Linked DNA regions of Gossypium hirsutum: regions 1, 2 and 3 are each linked to region 4. The links are chromatin contacts, called in public Hi-C maps. All regions are on one chromosome and are shown on one strand. Each heading gives the region's core, a stretch centred on a gene start, on an enhancer-like site or on the middle of the called end of the contact. The rest is flanking DNA. Distances are from core to core; before and after follow the strand shown. Region 1 holds the start of LOC107887775 (histone-lysine N-methyltransferase ATXR3-like). Region 2 holds the start of LOC107886913 (BTB/POZ domain-containing protein At3g22104). Region 3 holds the start of LOC107909314 (universal stress protein PHOS34). Region 4 holds the start of LOC107886919 (G-type lectin S-receptor-like serine/threonine-protein kinase At4g03230).

What was found. Hi-C and Micro-C count contacts between places; a contact is called where the count stands out from the background.
Region 1: a Hi-C map of leaf shows a contact between it and region 4, with 2.3 times the contacts expected there. The contact joins the promoter of LOC107887775 here to the promoter of LOC107886919 in region 4. A contact is called at or near these places in 5 of 34 Hi-C or Micro-C datasets (callus and leaf).
Region 2: a Hi-C map of leaf shows a contact between it and region 4, with 1.5 times the contacts expected there. The contact joins the promoter of LOC107886913 here to the promoter of LOC107886919 in region 4. A contact is called at or near these places in 3 of 34 Hi-C or Micro-C datasets (callus and leaf).
Region 3: a contact with region 4 is called in a Hi-C map of leaf, with 2.2 times the contacts expected there. The contact joins the promoter of LOC107909314 here to the promoter of LOC107886919 in region 4. A contact is called at or near these places in 13 of 34 Hi-C or Micro-C datasets (hypocotyl, leaf and petal).

What each region holds. Positions count from the first base shown.
Region 1 is chrD02:66,702,061-66,704,760 of Gossypium_hirsutum_v2.1, forward strand. LOC107887775 (histone-lysine N-methyltransferase ATXR3-like) reads left to right here and starts at 1,355. Exons shown (of 22, transcript XM_041089038.1): 1 at 1,355-2,650.
Region 2 is chrD02:66,667,394-66,670,093 of Gossypium_hirsutum_v2.1, forward strand. LOC107886913 (BTB/POZ domain-containing protein At3g22104) reads right to left here and starts at 1,418. Exons shown (of 3, transcript XM_016811012.2): 1 at 623-1,418. The coding sequence starts at 685.
Region 3 is chrD02:66,388,602-66,391,301 of Gossypium_hirsutum_v2.1, forward strand. LOC107909314 (universal stress protein PHOS34) reads left to right here and starts at 1,343. Exons shown (of 3, transcript XM_016836792.2): 1 at 1,343-2,700. It also overlaps the pseudogene LOC107907783.
Region 4 is chrD02:66,529,413-66,532,112 of Gossypium_hirsutum_v2.1, forward strand. LOC107886919 (G-type lectin S-receptor-like serine/threonine-protein kinase At4g03230) reads left to right here and starts at 1,417. Exons shown (of 8, transcript XM_016811019.2): 1 at 1,417-2,700. The coding sequence starts at 1,732.

The DNA of each region.
Region 1 (2,700 bases), core at 105-2,604, 170 kb after region 4:
CATCGATGGAACCCAACACTTGTTCCTTGAACTGATCTTTCCCCAATTCCAGTTATGCTGTGTGTCCCTCGATTACCTCAAGGGTCTCCCTCACATCATCCATGGAGCCCTTAAATTTAACAACCATACCTTCCAAAACTGACATCATATCCTTCGATCTATTAGCTTTCTTGCCCCCATGGGTCTCCCTAGGCTCAATCTACTTGTCTACTTCTTTCATTATCTTAATCAGTGCTTTACCGAACATTAGCTTTGATACCAACTATCAAGGGGTTAGAACTTTAGTCTGACAAACCGTGTGGCCTTAGGCGATTCCTTTGCTTCAAATCCGCCTAAGTCAACCTATCTCTTAAAAAGGTAAAAATTCTCAAGGAAAATTCTCTAAGGCACCAAAATAAAGCAGAAGTAAACTCTCGAGCGAAGAAGCAAAAAGTGAATAGAAAAGCTACAAGATAACTAAACACAAATAGGTGTTTAAATATAATATACAATAAATAATTAAAACATAATGTTTGAAATTAATTATTAACAAGTGTGCCTTGGTCATAAGCTCCTTTGCGCAACTCATGACATATGTGTGTGGACACGATGTATTTAGAACACAAATAGGTGTTTAAATATAACATACAATAAATAATTAAAATGTAATGTTTGAAATTAATTATTAACAAGTGCAATATGTACAATATTAAATTGAAAAAATAAAACGTACAGTGTTGTCATCAATCTTGAGTTAGTGTTGAGCTGACTTGTGACACCAACTCAATCAACAACATTATCAATATATACAATTGATGGAGGTAATAAAGTGTACATAATAAAATTAAAATATACAAATAAATAAAAATAAAACTTTAATTGAGTGGTAAATTAAAGTTTTTAAATGCAATTGGTTCGGATTCAAATCCCACTATTTGCATATATATATTTATTATTTTTAAAATTAAAAAATTAAAATCCTTCGAATAATATAACTTATTTTAATTATGAAAGTGTATGTCCGAAATTTCCCTAACCGAGTTGGTCACTTAATTAAGAGTAATATAGAAAATTATGTCTGAGAAAAAAATTATTTAAAACTTATTTGAAGACTTGAATTTTCAAATACCAAAAATTTAATTCTGGGCTAATTTTCTTTTAGAAAACTTGAAAAGTAGAAAAACATATATAGCTTTTGCGGTAAGAAAAGCTCTTCCATTGGGCAAAGCCCAGTAAGCATAGAACATCCCTACAGACTGTTGATGCACCAGCAGACTATGGCGGCTGGGCTTTCCACATGGTAGCTCATACAAGTCGATTAAAAAAATGAATGAAAATCCAATAAATTGCGCCACTTTTAGCATTAAAGTAAGCCCAACAATCATAGCCTTGTTATTCGAGAGTACTTTTCTCTCCCAAAACTCTCCATCTTTCATCTTTATCCCCCTTCTCTGCATCATATCCCAGCTCCCCAAAAAATATAACCCCCTTTTTAATCTACGCACTTTCAGAATCTCACTTGCCGACGCCGGCGCCGACAACTTTCCTCTCCATCGTCCGTCTTCGCACAACAAGAAAGAAAATATTTGATTCGGGATTTTTTTGATTAAATTTATGAATTAATGACCCTATGTTGTATTGTTTCATTTTTTTGGGTTTGATCTTCTCTTATATAGCAAATAAATCTTAGTTATTATAATTATTGTTTGTATGTTTTTTTTTGTGTAGACATAAAAAATTAAAATTAAAATATAGGTATAATTTTTATATATTAAATTTAATATCATATCATATCATATTTATTTTATTTCATCATTTTTTCATATTTAGTAAATGTCTCCTGTTTAATACAAAATCTAACATTTTTTTTTATATTTAAAATTCCTTGGCACATTATTTAATTTGCTCCAACTTGCTATATTATGAGTTTAGAAAGGATAATTTCCCTTTTTATGGATTGAAATTAAAGGTCTTCCTTTACATATTAAAAAAAATCAATATTTTAGAAATTGATAATAAAATGAAGATCTTAATATTTTTTAGGGTTGATTTTATTGGAACATTTCATAATTATTCTAAAAGGTCCATTAATATTAAAAAAAAAATACAATCCGAGTCAATTGGTTTGAAGGCGTAGGAGGGATACTGAAGAGCTGAAGGGTCAAAAACTCCGAAAATGTCCTCACTAGTATTATACGATTCAACATACGGTCCTACTTCTCCTTCTCAGTTCTCATTTGTAATTACGTATAAATAAGAGGGGTATTATTGTACTTTAAAAGAATTCACCTCTTAAATCCGTAAATTTCACAATCAAAGGTTAAAGATGGTTTAAAGGGGGAAAAAATACAAAGAAATTTACATCACGAAGGTTTCCTCTTTCAGACCAATAACACGAAGGCGAGAGAATACATTACAACACCGAGGAGGAAAAAAATAAAAAGATAAATAAATAATAGGAGAGCCAAATAAAAAGAGGGATTTGATAGAATTTTCGTTTTCATTTTTATTTTATAATTTCTATTATTATTTCTGTTTGTTTGGCGCAAAGATTTCTATTCACGCAGCAGCTCTCAAGTTGGTCGTCGTTTTCTCTCGATCTGTTCTTCACGTTCGTCGAGTTATAGCTTTCTCTCACGATTTCCTCGCCCTCGATTATTGTTTTCTCTCGGTAGATTCTTTTGTCTTTTTAATCTCTTCTTTAATTCAAAACATTGTTTC
Region 2 (2,700 bases), core at 168-2,667, 140 kb after region 4:
AAAAAGGAAGAGAGCTGAGAGGTCATTATTTAAGTAATAAATTAAGTGATGGGGTAATAAATTGCAAAGATGTGAACTAATCATCCCAGTAATGAAGGGAAATGAACGGTAATGAATGCCAATGGAAGCAATCCTTAAGTCCAACTCAAAAACTGGTGAATAAAAACAAAATTTGAGACATGAAACATTAAAGCACCCTAACAACAGCAATAAATGAAAAGGGGGAGGGGGGCAAGGTGAAAGAAAACAGAACAGAAAGCCCTACACACTTTTGGACTAAAATGGAGAGAACATGGTGATTCTCTAGAAAGAAGAACAAGAGCTAAATGAACTTGTGACCCACATCTTTGCAGTGTAGGTAGGGAATTAAATGTTTAGAATGAAAAATTCTAGAGAGTAAAATTTACAAGAGAATGTGACAATAAATTCCACATTTCTCACAGTGCAAAAATCTTAGACACACAAAACAAAAGCATGCCTATAACCTATGCAAAATCTCAAACACTATATGTTCATAATAACAACTTTTTTTTTTGGCATTTTGAAGAGAAAGCTAGAAACCCTAAAAGAAAAGGTGTTCCTTTTTACCATAAAAGAAATAACTTTATAAGAACATAATTACCTTGTCTAGTAGGAAAGTCTCCTCTCCATTGATATCTGCTTCAAGATCACAGCAAACTGCCATAACCCAGAATAAACAAAACTCACCTCAAATCAAGAGATTTTTTTGTTTTTGGAACTTGTATCAGAAAATCACCGAAAAGAAAAAAACTTTTTTCACCACCCAACAAGACAAAGCCAAAAGGGAAGTGAGGAGAAGCACAGAAAAAGTCACAGAACCATATATAAGAATTCTTTAGATGAGGAAGAAGACAAATAGAAACCAGCGATTATACAGACTAAATTATCCAAAAAGAAAAAGAAAAAGAAAAGATTCCATAGTCAATGAACTGACTTTGGTTCAGCAAAATGAGGGAGTAGTAATAGAGAAAACTAAAAAAGGAGTGCAACACCAAGAAGCGACAGTCACAGTGTGTGTGTGTAAAGACAAAGAAGAGATATTAGAATATCATAAGGCCAGTAGTAATTTAACCAGAGAAAATAGAAGACAGAGAGAGAGAGAGCGGGAGGGAGACTATAAACTATAAACAGTTGTCGTGTGACCACTAACCTCAACCTGACATTCTTGCTAAAAGAAAGTACTTTTGTATGTAATAATATAGTGATAATTTCTTTGATTTAAAATATTAAAAAAGTGGGAATAATTGTATATATTATACTAAAAAACAGTGAGTTTTCTTGGGGAGAGGGGAGGAGGACCCTCTTATAAAGCTTCGAACCCAAGCTTTTTCGTTGGCTTTTCCTTGTCTCTCGTCCCATTTTCCTCGTCGCCAGTCTCTCTAGACCCGTGCACCCCCCACCACCCAATTTCATACTTAAATATTTTTTATATTTCTTTTATATAATTAAGCTATCATTGATATGCTAACCCTCTCACGAGTTAAGAGATATTCTTACATTTTCAATCTAATCATAGCCCTTAACTCCCTCGTAAAGGTGATTATGAGTTGGGTGATCCGACCCGGCCCGACAGCCCATTCAAAATATGATAGGATTTGTGTAAAAATATAAGTTTGAAATATGGGTTTGGACAAAAAATAATGCCCGTTTAGAAAATAGACCGGGCCTTAGGCAAAAAAATTTTTGGCCGAGCCCGGCCCGACCCAAATATATAATAAATATATATTTTTATTTTTAAATTACATTTCTCATTTCCCTTTAGACATTTAGTATTTATATAATAAATATATATAATAAATATTTTTTTATTTTTTTATTTTAAAGTATTTTAAAATACTTTTTTTATTTTTTATTTTTAAAACACATTTCCGAATATAATAAATTGGTTGCAAAAAGGACGATGAGGATGATGTTTCTTCGGTTGCTTTTTAGGACACTTCCTTTTTAATTGTTGAAAATTTATTTTAGCTTACAATTTATATTTTGTTATAAAATTAAATATGTTATTGGTTAATGTATAGATATTTTAGTTGGTTGATTATATTTTGTAGGTTTTTTATACAATTTTGGTGTTTACTAAAAAAAACGGACCGGGTCGGACCGGGCTTGGGCTTAGGAATTTTTTCTCGGGCTGGGCCTGGACAAAATTTCAAGCCCATATTTTGGGCCAGGCCGGGCCTGGTCCTAGGATGCTAGCCAAACATTTTTTTTTGGCCTGGCCCATGATCACCTCTACTCCCTCGCATATTTTTTTAAGGGATAAAATGTGCTTATAGTCCCTGTACTTTTCAAAAATTAAGAATTTAGTTATTATACTTCTATTTCTAGAAATATAGTCTCTCTGCTTTTGAAATTTTAAAATTTAGTTTCAATAGTTAACACTATTAATTTTTTTAGTTAAATTTGTTGTGACATTTTGAAATTAAAAAACTACTCACTCGGTAGCCATGTAATTAAAAAAAGATATTGTAATTAACCTACACTTAACAAAAAAATTTAATAGTTGGACCTAAATTTTGAAATTTAAAAAAAAGAGGGACTAAATTCCTAAAAATACAAGTACAAGGACTAAGTTCTTAATTTTTGAAAATTACAAGGATTATGGACATATTTTAACCTTTTTAAATATGCGATAAGTCCTTGTACATTTTGTAAAATTGAAATTCAGTTCATTTTTAA
Region 3 (2,700 bases), core at 93-2,592, 140 kb before region 4:
AAAATTATTTATTTATTTTGTATAAGAAAATTCAATCATTCAATAAATATTAATATATACACTATTTTAAATTGATATGATAGGGATACTAGATTGGTTTGAAAATTTACATACATGACGAGTACTATTATATCGATAATAGTTGAATTGTTAAAATATTAATCATATAAAAATATATTTTTTACACCAACATAAGTGAATCCCATATTAAAACTTTTATGTTTTGATATTTTAAAATGTTGTTAAAAAATATTTAAACACCATTGATTCATTCATTAGCCTACTTTTTATGGTTTTATGCTATTTTAGTATGATATTAGATATCTTTGTTGCCCTGGACTGAGAGATAGTGATGGTTGATGAAGTTCTTGGACAAAATCTAATTTGTTTGATATATCCTGAAAAAAAGTTTCTTTTGTGTTGTTAGATTTGGATTATGCTAAATGACGAAACAATGAGGTGTTCCAGCAGGACTGCATTTGCAACATTACCCACCATTCACTCAACTGCCTAATTGACTTTATTTCCCCCTGTCTTGTCTTACATTAAACCAAATCAAACTGGGCGGCGCTACCAAGACTCTGACATGAATGCGTGGCGGCATGTATGGTCCTGCTGTGGTGAAGCCCAGCACTCTAAACCCAATATCTGGTCTACCAAAAAAGCTGCATAGTGAATTTGTTGTCAATTTTTCTTATTTGAATCTTTCATTATGAATGCTGCAATTTCATTTTTTATTTCATTCTCACTTGTTGAATGAGTTTGATTTCCACTAATTGCCTGGTTTTTCTTAATCGTTCGATAGGAGTAAATTTTACTTGAATTTTTTTTAATATATATATATTTGGAAAATATTTTTAGTTCAAATTTTGATTTTTTTTTTAGATTCCAAATATTCTGACTATACTTATCTTGTAAATAATTATAAGTACAAGCTAGCCATAACAAGCCACTGTATTTAAAATCATGAGTTTACTATCAAGAAATTAAAACTTGTAAAAATGACTTTGGGGTGAAATCCGGTTGAGTTGAGTCACTCGAGCTCAAATAAAAAAGTATTTTTAAGTTCGAATTTGATTAAGTTTATTTACTAACTTTCTTATTAAAATTTGAGCTTAAAGTCAGACACAATAATTAAGCATAGGGTTATTATCAAATTTAGAAACAAAAAATTATTTAAAAAATATATTAAAAATAAAAAGTTTGATAAAGTTTATGAACCATTCAAATCAAGTATTACCAAATTTGAATGCAGCTCAATCAATAACTTGAGCTCTACTCGATAAATATCAAATCGAGTTCGAATTTTTTTAATTAAACATGTTGAATGTGTTTTCAGTATTTTGTTTCCATGCCTCGTGAAATCATTCCAGGATGAAAGACTTCTACTTGGAGTAGCGACAACTAAGCATGCCCTACGCCTTTGAACTCACGCTTATGGTTGAGTCAGTCAACAAAAATCAGTGCTCCTCATCATTACTAATTTCTTGTAGAAATCGTGGAATTGGGGGCAACCTTACATCCATAACCCCTTCTAGGATTTGAACTACCTGGCACATTGATGGCTTTTGGATTTCATTATCTTGGATATACCAACAAGCTAGTTTACATGTTCTAGAGAGTTCTTCTAAATTGGCATCTCCATTCAGTCTGTTATCTAAGAGTTTGAGGAGGTAAGTGCCTTCGTTCTCTTGTCTAGCAGCCCAAAGTGGAAAGAATGTACCTTCCTCATAAACTGTTTGTTCGGAGTTTTTCCTTCCTGATACAAGTTCCAAAAGCATCATTCCAAAGCTGTAAACATCAGCTTTGGGTGTTATAGCCACTCCTGATATCCACTCTGGTGCCAGATAACTCACTGTCCCTCTCATGGTGGACAGGACCCGACTAAACTCTCGTCCTAGAAGATTTGCTAGTCCAAAATCTGCCAATTTTGAACAATTGTCAACATCTAAAAGAATGTTTTCTGGCTTGATGTCACAGTAAATGATACTGTTTACACAATTCTCATGGAGATAAGCCAGTCCTCTTGCTGCACCAAGGGCAATTTGGTATCTTGTTTGCCATGAAATCGTATACCAACAACTTTCTCGAACCCTCCAAGCAGAACCCTCGAAGACGAACGAGATTAATATGATTGGTCTTCCCAATTGTATTGACTTCTGCACGAAATTGTTTCTTTCCCTGATTGATGCTCTCAAGCTTCTTCACTGCTATAGTACTTCCATCTGGCAAAGTCCCTCTGAAAACAGTTCCAAAGGCTCCTTTTTCCCATTTTTTCAGAGAATTTCTTGGTTGCCTTGTGTAAATCTCTGTATCCAAAGACCATGAGTGGACCTTCTTCCGGTTCTGGAGTGATATTTGTGTCCTCCCTTTCATAATTGCAAGAATCATTAGGCCTACAAGTAGTAGTCCTACTGAAAAAGCAATTGCAATAACAATCACTCTCTTCCTATTTGTGGAACTAGATTCATTAGAAATATTAGAATCCATCATCTTGTCCAAGTTGTTTCAGACTCAAGAGGCCTCCAATCCAAATAGAACAGTGATTGTCTTCATAAGCATAAGCATAAGCAGTACAAGAGCGATTCTTTAGACAGGTTGATTTGCATTACATGCTGCTACCAGCTATCGTAATTCGTGGATGTGCAGGGAAAGTTGTGTTGCGGCTTTCTAAGAATTGGTCCCCCCCTGCCAACACTA
Region 4 (2,700 bases), core at 167-2,666:
TCGAAGCCTTCAAGGATCCCATGCTAAACAAAGCATTACAAATTTCCTCATTAGTGACATCCAAAGCTAGAAAATCTAGAGAGCCAGAATCTAAAGTCGGGAAACAACCATGTAAAGGGAACAAGCCAAGAGCTTGATCATCAAAGAGTAGAGTGAAGAGAAGTATTAGACTGCCTCCTCTTAAAGAACCTCAATGTCATTACACCAAAGATCTCCAACTTTTAAAGTAGAAATTCTGTTTAAATTTTGCCTAACGAGTGCTTATTATGGAAGAATTTCGTATTCTAGTCTCCAAACTGAATCCAATCTATTCTCAATTTTTGTTTCCATAGTAAATCTTCCTCATCAAGGACCTTTTCATACTCAACACGCAAATTACATTCAAGTTCCAAAAGGAAACTTGAACACCTCCGGTCTAATGCAGCTTGAACCTTATCAATACGATGAGCAAGCCAGTGTTTCTTTCTAACAATAAGACCAAAAACCTTAGAATTTCATCTTTTTAGTTCCGTAGTGAGTGAGCCAAGATTACCCGATATGTCCGCCCCATATCTCCAATTGTCACGAACAAGTTGTGCAAAAGACGGATGATTAACCCAAGGGGCTAAGAAATGAAAAGGCCTATTATTCCGAGCTTGTTTGGGGGAGTTCATGGATAACAAGATGGGTTTATGATCTGATTTTAAGCGAGGAAGATGAAAAACAGTCGCTTCTGGGAAACACTGACACCACTCACTATTCCTGTAATCTCCCCAATCCGACCTACACATTAGACCCAAATTTAGAAGATCATATTAGTCATCGAGATGACCTAGCAGGGTTATCGGAGCTTTTGAAAATAGTTTTTTTAAAATATTTGTTCAATTCAGTAAAAAATTCAGTTATAATCCGATTTATTATCCTCAAAATCTTAATTTTAATTTGGCAGCAGAAAAAAAACGGTGAAAGGAGGAAAGGGGAAGAAAGAGGGAGGTGCTTGGAGTCATTTGGCCCCATGTTTCCTGCAACGTAGCTGCCATTTCTTACTGAACGACTTGCTGCTTTAGTTTCTGGTATTGGATCATGAAAGCGACTGCCACACTTGAAAAAAAAAGCCATAAACATTGACAATATAGTCTAAATGGGGTCGCTTTCATCTAATATAATGTAATAAAGCTAAAATGGTGAAAAGAGGAAGTGCATGGAGTCCCGCGAAATCAGTGATCATATCTTAATCACAGAAGAAGACTAAAAAACACAAATTAAAGTGAAGGGGGTCCCTTCTAATGACCAAAAAATCCAAGCGCCTTGACTTCTTGGCCCAAACCATCCAATCACCTTTGATCCCACTCTTACCTATGCCATTGCCAACCCCCTCTATCACCAGAATTCAACTTTTTAAGTTTCCCAAATAAAGGTGTGTTCATAGTTTGAGATCGAGATTTGGAGCCCTATCAAACACACCCTATGAGGGTTTTTTTTTTCAGGTTTAAAGACCAGCAATGGACTACTTTTAGACTAACAACATTGAATCCGAAATACAATTGGCGGTGGTACCTGGAAAAGCATAAGAGTAAAATCACAAGGGAAAATTCACTTTTTAAAAATCCTATTCCAGCTATATGCGACAATATTTCACCATCATCCTTGACAGTCGATTTCCTGAACAGTATTAGCTGCCTTGTGCTTGGTGGGGGCGTTTTTAGATAATGGAAAACAACAGCACATCACTTGTTACATAGAGAAGAGAATATGAAAATTTCTACACAACAGGTGGTTCCTAAGCTAATGATTGTCTCCCTAGTTTTTGATACTCAAAACAAAAATCATTACTGCAAGAATCGTTTGTTAAGACAGATGCTACCCTCATTAATTTTGCACACACTTGTGTTTTGCAGTTACATTCTTTGTTCTTCTGCTGAAGAGACCATAACATCAAACAGTTCGATCAGTGATGGTGAAGGAGATAGCCTGGTTTCGCCAGGAAAAAAGTTTGAACTTGGATTTTTTCCTCCTAATGGAAGCTCCAACACCAGGAGATACTTGGGGATATGGTATTATGGCTCAAACCCGCAAACGGTCGTATGGGTTGCCAATAGAGACAAGCCACTTTTAGATGATAGTGGAGTCTTTGTTGTTGGAGAAGATGGCAACCTCAAGATGCTGAATGGAAATGGGGAATCTTTCTGGTCAACGAATCTTAAAGCAGTGCCTTCTGGATATAAAAAAGCCAAACTGACAGATACTGGGAACCTGGTGCTCTTCAATGAAGAACAAGAAAGCCACTCAGAAAGCATTATATGGGAGAGTTTTCATAATCCCACTGATACATTTCTTCCAGGGATGAGAATGGATGAAAATATGGTACTAACTTCTTGGAAAAGTTTTGATGATCCAGCTCCAGGGAATTTCACATTTCAGATAGACCAAGAAAGAGTAAACCAGTTCATTATTTGGAAAAGAACAACAAGGTATTGGAAAAGTGGTGTTTCTGGTAAATTCATTGGCCCTGATGGGATGCCTTCAGCCATGCCATCAGCAATTTCTTTCTTTTTGTCAAATTTTACCACTGTTGTACTCCACAACGAGTCCATGCCACATCTTACCTCGTCATTATACAGCGATACAAGGATGATTATCAGTTTCTCCGGTCAAATTCAGTATTTCAAGTGGGATTCCAGGAAGATCTGGTCCGTGATTTGGGCTGAGCCTAGAGATAAA